Regions from separate parts of the Mus musculus genome. Here all the other regions are linked to region 1. The links are chromatin contacts, called in public ChIA-PET and HiChIP or PLAC-seq maps. All regions are on one chromosome and are shown on one strand. The core of a region is the stretch at or near the end of the contact, and the rest is flanking DNA. Distances in the headings are between cores, read along the strand shown. Region 1 has its middle 87 kb from the start of Larp4b. Region 2 overlaps Dip2c (disco interacting protein 2 homolog C). Region 3 has its middle 87 kb from the start of Wdr37.

Region 1 (3,739 bases), core at 1,229-3,728:
CTCTTTTCTCTTTTCTCTTTCTTTCTTTCTTTCTTTCTTTCTTTTCCTTCCTTCCTTCCTTTCTCTCTCTCACTTTCTCTTTCTCTCTTTCTTTTTTTTTACTAGTCTTTTGCTCGTTTATTATGATTTCCAATTTTGTGTTTTTTTTATGGGGTTTGTGTTTCTTGGCTTTTGTTTGTTTGTTTGTTTGTTGTTTATGAAGACAGGGGTTTCTCTTTGTAGTCCTGACTGTTCTGGACAAGACTGGCCTTGAACTCAGAAATTCACCTGCCTCTGCCTCCTGAGTGCTGGGATTAAAGGCCACCACCATCAGGCTTGTTTGTTGTTTGCTTTCTAAAGGGAGAAAGAAAGATGTGTGAGCAGATGAGTTGGGCATCAGGGTAGCCCTGAAAAAAAGGAGAAATGGCTTTAGAAGACCAGGGCCAAGCCACCCGAAGGTGGGAAGAGCCGAGGAGAAAATGACAGAGGGAAAACCTGTCGTCTGAATAGATTGCATGAAACGATATGTTTTCAACTTAAAAATAAGAACAAATCACATATATGTAAATATATCACATATTTGTGTATATATCCTACCTACCTACCTACCCGTCTGTCTGTCTATATCTATCTGTCTGTCTATCTAATCTATCTAAATATTCACATCCATGAGCAGTAGGGTCTCCGGCAGTCTCTGAAGAACTCTCGCCAAATTTCTTCTACAAGCACCAGGAGGAAAAGGATGAAGCTGTCTCAAGACCAAGCTCGGTGTCTTTGCCTTTTAAACAAGAGTACAAAAGAGATCCTCCTACCTTCTCTTGCTGCAAACAAAGGGACTTCCCTCGAGTGCTTTAGGGTGAGGATCGAGCACCCCCGTGTGGTGGTGAGTCCTACACTGCATCGTCAGGACGCGGACCTTTAGAAATCAAGTCCTTTAAGTTTCTATATACACCAGAGATTTCAAACGTTTTCAGTGTTAGAAAAAAATTAAAAGAATAAAAACTGTTCTGGGCTGGTGCTGTAGGAGGGGTATAACTCAGTGGTATAACATGCTCGCCTAGCATTCATGAAGCCCTGGGTTGAGTCCCCAGGACCACACACAGCTTCCAAGTCTATAATTGCAGTACTCAGGATCTGGAAGCAGGGAGATTTGAAGTTCAAGGTCATGTTTAATTACATAGTGAGTTAGAAGCCAGTCTGGGATACATGAGACTTTGTCTTAAAACAAACAAAAAACAAACAAAAACAAAAAACAAAACACCCAACCAACCAACTAAATAAACAAAACCCAGCAACATTAAGAAAAAAAACGGGACCTGTTTTATACCAATGCATGTTGGAATCGCTGTATTTCAGCCTGCCAAATCAAATAAGGTCTTTTGACATTAATTTCACCAGCATTTTCTATGTTTTACTGGGATGAGCACACTTGTACACAGGGCTCGTGCTGTTTATATCACAGTACAGAGTTTAACCCTACTGAGCCTCATTACAAGCTTTGGCTGAACTTAACAAACAGCAACAAATGGGTCTTTGGCTACCTGACCTAGGCTGGGCAAATAGTCAAGGAGGCAGGAAGTGGGAGGCTGGGCCCTTTGCTCTCTCTCTGCCTGTTTATTGGAGTCCTGACCTGAGGTTAGGGAGAGGTCCTGAGGCACTGAGGCAGAGCTGACTCCGGAAATTTCCAAAGCACGAGGGAACAGTGTGAGCAGCATGTGATCACCACATATCTGACACGCAGGACATTTGCTTTGCTGTGCATCTGACAGTGAGCATAGATGCCACGCTGGGGGCTGTGTTGCAGACCACTCTGGCTGGGCGATCCCTTGTCATCAAGGTGGCCTCTGTCCCATGGGAGCGCTTCACTGAAAGAGTCCCTACCCTCACAGGCCCTTTAGGGACTCTGTGGTTGCCACTGGAGATGAACCTACCTCCTTGTGTGTCTAAGAGGAGTGAGACCCGGTTTCCCCGATTCTAAAAAACAATTTGTGGATGCTTTCGGTGGCGTTAACCCATTTTTTTCCTTGACCTCAGATGCACGAGCAGACACTGCAGGTATCAGGGGGCTCTCTGGACTTTAGAACCCCATGCTCCTTAACCATGACAATCCTCTATATATGGGAAACAATATTTTGTTTACTTAGTCTAGTCAAGAATACCATTAAATCTCTATTTCAACTTGACAGGACCTACAACCACCCAGGAGAGAGAGCTTTGGGTGCGTCTGTAAGGAAGTCTCTAGACTGCATTGACTGCACCGATTGTTATTGTCCTAAATGTGGGCAGTACTGTTCCTTGGGCTGGAATCCACGCTGCCTGGAAACGAGAGCATAAGCTAGGAACATGAGGGTTGATCTCCAGTTAAAGCTCAATGGCGATACAGTCCATGGTGGCGGGGAAGTCCCGGCCACAGGAGCAGGAAGCAGCGGTCATACCGGTAACAGTTAGGAAGCTGACGGAGAACAAGGAGGGAGGCTTAAACCTCCAGGCCTGCTCCTAGTTTAACCTACTTCCTCCAGTGAAGCTCCGCCTCCTAAAGGCTCCAAAACCACCACCCTCAGGGTACTGTTCAAAGAAATGACCCTAAAGGAGAATTTCATATTCTCACCACAACACCGTGAATACCTCACACACTAGGAGAAGATAGTAGATGGCTGATTACTCTGGGGATTCTAATAAAAAACAAGTAAACAACGCGATGAGTTTTAAGTTACGATAGTGCAGCTATAAACCAAACGGTGTGTGGCAGGGCGCAGGCTGCCAGCCTCTGTGAGGACCACGGCCATGTCGCGGGGTATTTGAACTAAGGTGTTGGACGATCAGAGGCTTTGCTATGGGGCAATGTGGTATGTTTGTGGAAGGGGACGCGGCAGTGTGGATGGAGAAGGGGTAAGCGTTTGGAGATGAAGTCAGAGGTGGGTGGGTGACAGCTCCCATCTCTGCTAGTCAGTTACTCTGTGAGTGCCCCAGGAGCTGAGGCAAGGGGAGGCCACAGCCTGCGGGGGGTGGGGGGGGATCCTTGGGCTGCTGGGAGGAGCAGGGAACTGAAGACCCTTTAAAGGCATGTAAGGCATGGATGTGCTGAACGTGGGTGAGTGGTCTCTGGAGGTCTAGAATCAGAGCTTGCCCAAGGCCAAGGAGTAACAGGCTCAGGATGCCTCAGATGTCTGAATGGTTAAGGATACAGGTGGAAATACTGCTTTTGTGGGGAGAGGGTGTGGGGCGGAGCAGGAGTGGAGGAGTGTAATACCTTAGATGTATTGCATCAAGTTTATGCTAAAATCACGTTGGCCTGTCAGTAAGTAGCTGAGCACCTGGCAGCTGGGGGACCAGCAAGACGCGGGGGGGGGGGGGGGGACACGACCCTGGAGCACCTTCCAACACCAGTTCTGGGCATACTGATGGCTATTAGGGTTTTTATTGCTGCAACAAAAGGCAAGTTGGAGAAGGAAAGAACTGACTTGGCTTACACTTCCATACTGCTGTTCCACCATCGAGGGAAATCAGATCAGAACCCCGGGGGGGGGGGGCGGGGCGGGCAGAGCTGATGCAGAGGCCATGGAGGGGTGCTGCTCACTAGGTTTCTTCCCCTGAATCACTCAGCCTGCTTCCTTATGGAAAGAACCCAGGACCATCGGGCCAGCGATTGCACCGCTCACAATGGCTGGGCCCTCTCCAACAGATCACTAATTTTAAAAAATGCCTTAAAGCTAGATCTTAGGGAGGCATTTTCTCAATTGAGGTACCCTCCTTTCGGTTA
Region 2 (4,224 bases), core at 786-3,285, 320 kb before region 1:
AACGTTCATCTCGAGACCCTGAGGACCTTCGGCGGTGGTATCGAGAAGCTGAGGAAGGAGTGACAGGCGCCCGTCGCTCTTGAGGCAGAGCTTGGTCCACTCCTAGAATAAGGTAAAACAGCAGGGTGAGCAGGAGGCTGTTCTCAGCAGCTAAGCTAAGGGAACTTAGTTACAATAAATATTCACTCATTTCATTCCTATCACCTATTAGAGCAGCGGGGACTGAGAAGCCTGGGATGATCAACAGAAGGTAAGACATATGCAAGGCTGAGCCTCAGAGTTCTTTCAATTGTGGACAGGGTAGAGGCAAGTGTTTTGTCTTGTCATAATGCCCAACAAAGCATGGAAGAAGCATGAAGCCCAAGACAGGATGATGATGATGATTAAGAATAAACAGAATGACCTGAGAAATTTTAAATTATAAGTATTACTGAAGTCAACTTTAAAATAAACTTTACAGATTATTTGTATGTGAACTTGGACTATCAATTACTGATGTAACACAGCACCAAGGAGCACAACGTAGCTGAGACTTAGTAGTACAGGAAAGAGTCCATCTTTACAGTTTAGGCAGAAAGAACTTGCTCCCACTGAGTACTAATGATAATGTTTCTTTAGAAAAGACCACTAATAGCTAGAAGAAAACAGACATAAAACATGAGCTATGAAAAAAAAAAAAATAGCCAGGCGTGGTGGCACACGCCTTTAATCCCAGCACTTGGGAGGCAGAGGCAGGCAGATTTCTGAGTTCGAGGCCAGCCTGGTTTACAAAGTGAGTTCCAGGACAGCCAGGGCTACACAGAGAAACCCTGTCTCGAAAGAAAAAAAAAAAAAAGTCCCTGTATTTCAGTAACAGACAACCGGCTCTCTTACATGAGCCTGTCTCAGTATCCCTTGTACTATGTCAACCTTATGAAGGCAGGAAGCTCTGCATCAGGCAGGCTGACATCCACACCTTGATGTACAGCCCTGACTCCTCCAGCAGCAGGCTTCTCTCCATCCACCAGTTTCTACCTCATCCAAGACCAGGACTGCGTTGAAATGATGAAACAACAAACTCATCCAAATGTGACTAACGTAGTCTCTGGGATTAACATTTAGACCTTTCTCCTCATTGTCATCCTTTCAATGTACCTATTTGCCAATAATTTCAAAACACCCCAACTGAAAAACAAAATAAAAACAGACCCTTCTCATACTTTTCCTCCCTGGTCAAAAAAGCCCACAACCTAGTTACCACTAGGTTCTTCATCTCACTCTGTTAGTTTTTACTAAAGTGTACGTGGAGACCCTTCCTCTGCTAATGAACGACCTGAGTCATTGGATCTGTGGCGCCGTTTAGGATCCCTTTCATCCTGAACTTGCTTTGGTTTGGCATTATTTTAGGTCACTGGTTCCTTGAATCCTTCCATGTCTTTCTTCTCTTCATCTTTTTTTTAAAATTATTTTTATTAGGTATTTTCTTCATTTACATTTCAAATGCTATCCCAAAAGTCCCCCATACCCTCCCCTCCACACCTCTTTAAAAGATGAAGAGAAGATTTTCAAATTCTCTTCATCTTTTAAAGAGATACTGCAAGTAGCTTCTTCAGAAAAGATAACAGAGAAATAACACATGGAGGCCTTGGGTGTCCCAAAGGTTGTCTTTCTAGTGTAACTGGTGTGGGTCTAGGAATTCTAGGTAAACCTCACTATTTACTTTTTGTGTTTCATTTTTGTTTTTCCCAAAAGTGCATCATTATGATGCTATAATCTTTTTTTTAATAACATTTTTACTGATTCTCCGGGAAATTCACATCATGCACCCCAATCACACTCACTCCTCAGGTCTTCCCTTCCCTTCCTCTCACCTTTGTGACCTCTCCCATCCAAAAAAAAAAAAAAAAAAAAAAAAAAAAAAAAAAAAAGTAAAAATAAGAATAAAACATAGAAATATAAAAACAAGTCCAATTTGTGTTATTTATAAACCCACTGGCACACTGTCAAACTCTCAGTGGCCGTCCTTAAATAGAAATGGGTACTTCCCCTCCCTCATCCCTGCCAAAAGACATCAACTGAGAAGAGCTACACTTCAGACAATGCTATAATCTTTACACTGTCTCTCCTCTGACAAGTTTCATCATTTCCCCTTTATTTTCTCTTAAGGAGCTGCAAGTTAGTTCTCTTCTTGTGGCAGAACACTAACAGACCTCTTTCAGATAGATCGTTTATTTTGATTGATTGTTTGCCCCTAGAAGAGATCTCGAGTGTCCCGTGCCTTGAGGAAATGCCTCTGTGGCTGAGACTATTTTCAGGACACTGTAAGTGCTCTGAGAGAGTACCTTTGGCTGCAGGACTTGCCTGTTATGCCCAAACATGGAGCCGTGTTAGCTTTCATTTCTTGGAGAGTATGCATGTTCATGAGGACTGGGCAGAGGTGGCCATTTCCCACAGGTTCCTTCTTTCAGGTCTTTGCTGAGGGATACCCAGGATGTCGAGACTGTACCCAAGTGTAGTGGTTCTCACTTTGCCTCTCCTTCACATTTTAGCACTTGTCATTGTTTCTCATGTTCTCTTGCTACATACTGACTGGCATTTTGGAACAGACAGGAGCAGCAGAGGTAAACATATTTCCAAGTTGCCAAATTCACCAACTGTAAATCCCAGTGCTGTGAATACGGCTTTCCTATCTAGTTCATGAATATAAGCCTCTTCAGAACCACTTTCACCCTTCACCTCTTCTTGAGATCCAGAAGAGTCAAGACTACTGCCTAGTTGATTGATGAGCCTTCTATGGGAATTATCAGTAAGGTAACTTTGGACACTTGCTTTTATGGATTGGAAATGCAGTTTACTACACATGTTTTCAAAGAGAAGTTGATTCAGCTAGGCAGAAGAGCTCCAATGGGCTGCTGGAAAAAAATGCTTAAAAATAGTATTTGAGTCAATATTTAATTCATTATATTTTATCTTACTTTGTCCCAACAAAGATTCAAACTGGTATATTCAAACAGAAAAAAAAAAATCAACAATTGAGTATTTAACTCTATGGAACTGAACCTGTCACCATGTCAGAATGAAGTTTCAATTTTTCGTTATGTGGTGTCCTCTTCTGTTTTAGTGCACAGTAAAGGTAGAAAATGTCTTATCTAACCATACAACAAGCACTTTTTACTTTCTAGATAATTTCTTAATTACAGCTACAGTAAAATTAGGGACTGCAGTGTGATCCAAAAACTGCTGAAATTCTAGAAGACAGTGGGACTGTTAGTGTTTTCAAATACAGAGGGAAAGGCCAGGTCTTGGAAAACTTAAGGAACTTGACCAAGGTCACAGGTACCAGGGCATATGGACCTGGAATATCAAGGTGGTTCTTTTTTCAATGATGAAATTAAAACTTATAAAGCCTGTAGAGTAGTGAGCAAGATATTCAAAAGGAAAGGGATCATACACACAAGAAAGAAAAACTGAGAGTAGGAACTGTTCAAAAGCCTTTTTTTTTCTTTTTAAAAAATTGGATATTTTCTTTATTTACATTTCAAATGTTATCCCCTTTCCCGCACCCCCCCCCAACTCCCTATCCCATCCTCCCGCCCCCTGAGGGTGTTCCTCCACCCACCCACCCTCTTCCACCTCCCTGCCCTCAGTTCCCCTACACTGGGGCATCTATCGAGCCTTCATAGGACCAAGGACCTCTCCTCCCATTGATGCATGACAAGGCCATCCTCTGCAACATATGCAGCTGGAGACGTGCACTCCTTTGTTGATGGTTTAATCCCTGGGAGCTCTTGGGGAACTGGTTGGTTGATATTGTTGTTCTTCCTATGGGGTTGCAAACCCCTTCAACTCCTTTGATCCTTTCTCTAACTCCTCTATTGGGGACCCCACGTTCAGTCCAATGGTTGGCTGTGAGCATCCACCTCTGTATTTGTAAGACTCTGGCAGGACCTCTCAGGAGACAGCCATATCGTGCTCCTTTCAGCATGCACTTCTTGGCATCCACAATAGTGTTTGGGTTTGGTAACTGTATATGGGACGAATCCCCAGTGGGACAGATTGAAGGAAAAATGGCCTGTCCTTCAATCTCTGCTCTACACTTTATCTCCATATTTGCTGTTGTGTGTATTTTGTTCTCCTTCTAAGAAGGACTGAAGCACCTACACTTTGGTCTTCCTTCTTCTTGAGCTTCATGTAGTCTGTGAATTGTGTCTTGGTTATTTGGAGCTTTTGGGCTAATATCTACTT
Region 3 (3,957 bases), core at 1,228-3,727, 400 kb after region 1:
ATGTGTGGAGGTCAGAGGTCAATGCTGTGTGTCATTTCTCAGATGCCATCCACCTTAGTTTTGAGACAAGGACTCTCGCTAGCTTAGAACTTGACAAGGCTGGACGTGGTGGCGCCCGCCTTTAATCCCAGCACTTGGGAGGCAGAGGCAGGCAGATTTCTGAGTTCGAGGCCAGCTTGGTCTACAAAGTGAGTTCCAAGACAGCCAGGGATATACAGAGAAACCCTGTCTCAAAAAACTACCAGTGTTTCTAATGTTTCATGGCTCAAGTCCTGGGTTCTTTGCAGGGCTTTTCTGATAACTGTTGAGAGTACCAACTTGGTATAGAAAGAGGAAAGCTCTCAATAGATTTGTTTGGGCCACTTCAGAAGATTTGAAATTGTCTACCACTTTTGGCAGATTGTCAGGCAGAGCCCACAATGAGGGCTATGGAAGGCTGAGAGAATTCACCATCTCTTCCTGGCTTCTGGCTAACATCAGCTAGAACAAAAGCTTAGGATTCTGGTTGTTCGGGGCTGGAGGGTTGGCTGTACAATTCAGAGCAATTGTTGCTCTTTCAGAGGACCTGAGTTCGGTCCCTAGAACCCACACAATGGCTCATGAACATCCATAACTCCAGTTCCAGAGGACCTAACACCCTTTTCTGACTTCTGAGGATGCCAGGCACACGTGTAGTACACATACATACATGTTAGAAAAGCAGTTATAATCATAAAGTAAAACAATTAAAACGTTTTTTAAAAGGTGCCTAAACTCACACATCTACGGACTCTGAGGTCCGCTTCCCTTGAGATCATCTCTGCATGCGGATCACTGCCCTGAGGCTCTGAACTCACACTTTTGGCTTTCTGTTAACTCCCTGGGCATGGTGCAGTTGGGACAGACTATTTCCCTGAGAGCCCACCAGAGGGCAGACATGCTGCCAGGTCTGCCGGAGAACCACCGCTTTCTTAGAAGTAGGTTACAATATGTTAGTGTATAATTTATGTGCCTGTAGGCACTGTAAGGTAATATAATTGGCTTGTCAGAGCAGCGGCGTTGTTTGCTTTGAAATATGCCCATCAACAAGCGCTCTTAAAGCTGTTGGGAATGTGCTAGGACTTTCGATGCACTGATTTAGAGAAGCCCCTCAGGCTTACCTGGACCTCACTCATTAACTTTTTTCACATCGTGTTTAGAAGCACAGAACAAATTCATCAAAAACCATGGCGTGGTTTTCATTTCTGAGCCCGGCAAGCGCTCTTGCCACCACATGTGATGGCTTCCCTTAATAAACAGATGATTGTTTTTAGGATGTGATGGGTAACAGATATCTGTCCTAAGAAGGGTAATGGAGAAACGATGTTCTCTCCAAAGCTGCCTCGGAGAAGTTTGACAAAGCGGGTGTGTTAGCTTATGCATGTGTGCATATGCACTCTCTTACTGCAAGGGGGAGAGTGCCATTTTCTGAGCCTACATATGGGATGCCTTCTGGAGGAAAAAAAAAAAAAAACAACAAAAAACCTCAAAACCCTTCTGTTATCTGTCAAAACAGACAGCTAAGTGAGCAACTCCTAAGCCGTATGCAGAGATCCTGAGCGTCATCTTGCTGATTTCCCTCTCTTCTTATCTCTTAAGGGTGAGTAGTGGGAACACATCCCACAGGGAACTTGGTGCACAGCGGCTGCATCTTCACACGGCTGCCGAGGTGGGCCTTAATGGACGAAGACAGACAGGATGGAGGTGGAGCTTCAGAGTGCAAACCCCCCACCTTCAGGTCTTCTGTGGCTACCTCCGCAGTAGCCAGCAAACACTGGAAATAGGGCTTTAAACACGCCTTCAGTCAGGCTGCCTGGCACACGTCTGCAATGCAAGGCCTGAGGAGGTGGAGGAGGGAGAAAGTTCCAGGAAAGCCAGAGCTACACAGTGATGCTCTGTCAATTAGCCTTCTCCCCCAGAAGAGAAGACTTCATTTTAAGATCTAGCTACAGCTATACTCTGAGAAGGGAGCTTCCATGTCAGGACAGGCCCTCTGCGTTGTGTCGTCTGTTTCTGTGTAAATTTAGGATCCATGTGAGACAGAACTGATGGCCATAGATAGTCACCTATGCATCTAAGCACATATGTTCATCTAAGCGCAGTTGGTAGGCCAGAAAGGAGTGTGCAGAGGAGCTAAAGGCTCTGGAGTCTGTGATGGTTAGTGTCACTATCCGCTCAACTAAATCCAGAATCTGCTAGGAGACACAGCCCTGGGGGTGTCTGTGAAGGTGTTGTCAGAAAGAGTTAACGGAGGAGGGAAACCCGTGCTGAATGAGGGCAGTGCTATCCCACGGGCTGGGGTTCTGACTGCAGATGCAATGTGACCGACCAGCTTCGTCATGCACCTGACTTCACATCTTCCTTATGATGATGGGCTGTGCCCTCAGACTGTGGGGTACACGAACGCTTGCCTCTGTAAGTTGCTTTTGTTGGAACCGTGAGAAAAATAACCCACAGAAGAGCTTTAACCCACAGAAGGAAATAGGATCACACAAACACAAGATGGGAGGGTGTTGCCACACTGCTCTCTCCACCTGAGATAAAAGCAACCACCAGCCTCACAGGGAAGCCTAAGGAGAGAAACTTTGAGTTTGTTGTTCTTCCCTGGTTCCTAGTGGCCAAGGCTATCTGCTCACTCTCCCCTTGCTTTCCCTCACCATCAAGATGCATCCACTAAAGGAGCACTATATCCACTGCCCAATAGGGTCTTTTATTATTCTACTTTTATTCCTGTGTATGTGTGTACATCTGTGTTTCAGTATGTATGTGTGAGTGCAGGTGTCCTTGACGGCTGGAAGAAGGCATTGGATCCTCTGGAGCTGGAGTTACGGGAGGTAAACGTCCACCTCCTTTGAGATAGGATCTCTCTTATTGGCCTGGACCTCATCCACAGAGCTAGAGCAGGGTGGTCAGTAAGACTCAGGCATCCTCCTGTCTCTGTCTCCCCAAACCTGGGATTCCCATCTTGAGTCAGCACTCCCGGCATCCATGATCATGGTGATTCTCTTTTGTTCCAGATTTTTCTAGAAAATTTAGGGTCTTGTAACACACTGGTGACCTTTTTTTTTTTTTATCTGTTTGGCCAAGTTCAGCCCCCTAGCCCTCTGGGATGCAGAATTCTCTGGTGTTCTAGTGACAGGGCTGTGAAGGTCTCTTTACCTGGATCATGGATGAAGGAGCATTACCTACCACAAGAATCAGCAGATGGATGTCACTCTTTCTCAGGACTTCCATGTCTGTAAAACCCACAGAGCTGTTTTCTGCAGCAGAACACCGTGCTACCCACAGGTAGCCTTGCTCATCTGTCTCTACCTCCCAGCCACAAGCACAGGACCTTAGGTATCAGAGGTGCTTAATACTGTTCCAGGGAACCTCAAGCTACTCCAGTGCTCATTTGTTTTTGCTTCCTGAGATTGCATGAGAAATTTGACTCCTGTTGGTGGCGTGTGGAAAATGAGCTTCCGAGGCCATCTGGTGATTAATTTCAACCTTCAGAATGTCCTGGCTCTGCTTGTCCACATCCCCTGCTCTGGCCTCCTCCCCACACCTTCAGGAGTCCCTGGGGTCATTGCTTGCCAGGCCTGTGAGGGAATTTCGGAAACCTGCCTGACACTTTGCTTTATTTTGAAAAATGACTCAGTGTGGAGTCAGCTGTGGAGTGGTACGTGGTGATTTTGTATGTCAGACTGGAGGCATTCTGTGCCAATGCAGGGACCAGCATCCCTAAGCCCATGGCCCCCAGTGGAGGGGCAGGAACACTAAGGAAGTCCTGCTGCTCTGGGGTCATGATGGAGACAATTCTGTCTCCAGCTGCTCTTAACACAAACATTCTTATGAACGCTCCATTGAGTCTTCCTTGTCCTGGGCACACATTTGCAGACTTTCTGTTATGAACAACACATTATATGTCTATTTGTGTGCATGTTCAGACACTCTTTG

The links. ChIA-PET counts read pairs in DNA pulled down with a chosen protein or histone mark. HiChIP or PLAC-seq counts read pairs in DNA pulled down with a chosen protein or histone mark.
Region 2: an H3K27ac HiChIP or PLAC-seq map of microglia shows a contact between it and region 1, with 5 times the contacts expected there. The contact joins two enhancer-like sites. A contact is called at or near these places in 1 of 15 datasets of contacts at CTCF or cohesin (the NIH/3T3 cell line), 1 of 484 Hi-C or Micro-C datasets (bone marrow-derived macrophages), 5 of 115 datasets of contacts at active chromatin or transcription factors (bone marrow-derived macrophages, embryonic stem cells, microglia and 1 more) and 2 of 9 other capture datasets (embryonic stem cells and liver).
Region 3: a contact with region 1 is called in an RNA polymerase II ChIA-PET map of memory CD8 T cells, with 7 read pairs. The contact joins two enhancer-like sites. A contact is called at or near these places in 1 of 15 datasets of contacts at CTCF or cohesin (embryonic stem cells), 2 of 484 Hi-C or Micro-C datasets (both in embryonic stem cells) and 1 of 115 datasets of contacts at active chromatin or transcription factors (memory CD8 T cells).

Annotation. Positions count from the first base shown.
Region 1 is chr13:9,179,175-9,182,913 of GRCm38.p6, reverse strand. No RefSeq gene overlaps it. Among named protein-coding and RNA genes, the nearest start is that of Larp4b, 87 kb to the right of the region's middle. Within about 2 kb of position 2,478, at least 84 of the 459 cell types and tissues checked have an H3K27ac peak or open chromatin away from gene starts, as enhancers often do. A contact at or near this core is called in memory CD8 T cells and microglia, where this site is marked.
Region 2 is chr13:9,502,457-9,506,680 of GRCm38.p6, reverse strand. Dip2c (disco interacting protein 2 homolog C) reads right to left here. Exons shown (of 37, transcript NM_001081426.2): 3 at 1-102. Among named protein-coding and RNA genes, the nearest start is that of Gm36423, 170 kb to the left of the region's middle. Within about 2 kb of position 2,035, at least 8 of the 459 cell types and tissues checked have an H3K27ac peak or open chromatin away from gene starts, as enhancers often do. A contact at or near this core is called in microglia, where this site is marked.
Region 3 is chr13:8,782,376-8,786,332 of GRCm38.p6, reverse strand. No RefSeq gene overlaps it. Among named protein-coding and RNA genes, the nearest start is that of Wdr37, 87 kb to the left of the region's middle. Within about 2 kb of position 2,477, at least 19 of the 459 cell types and tissues checked have an H3K27ac peak or open chromatin away from gene starts, as enhancers often do. A contact at or near this core is called in memory CD8 T cells, where this site is marked.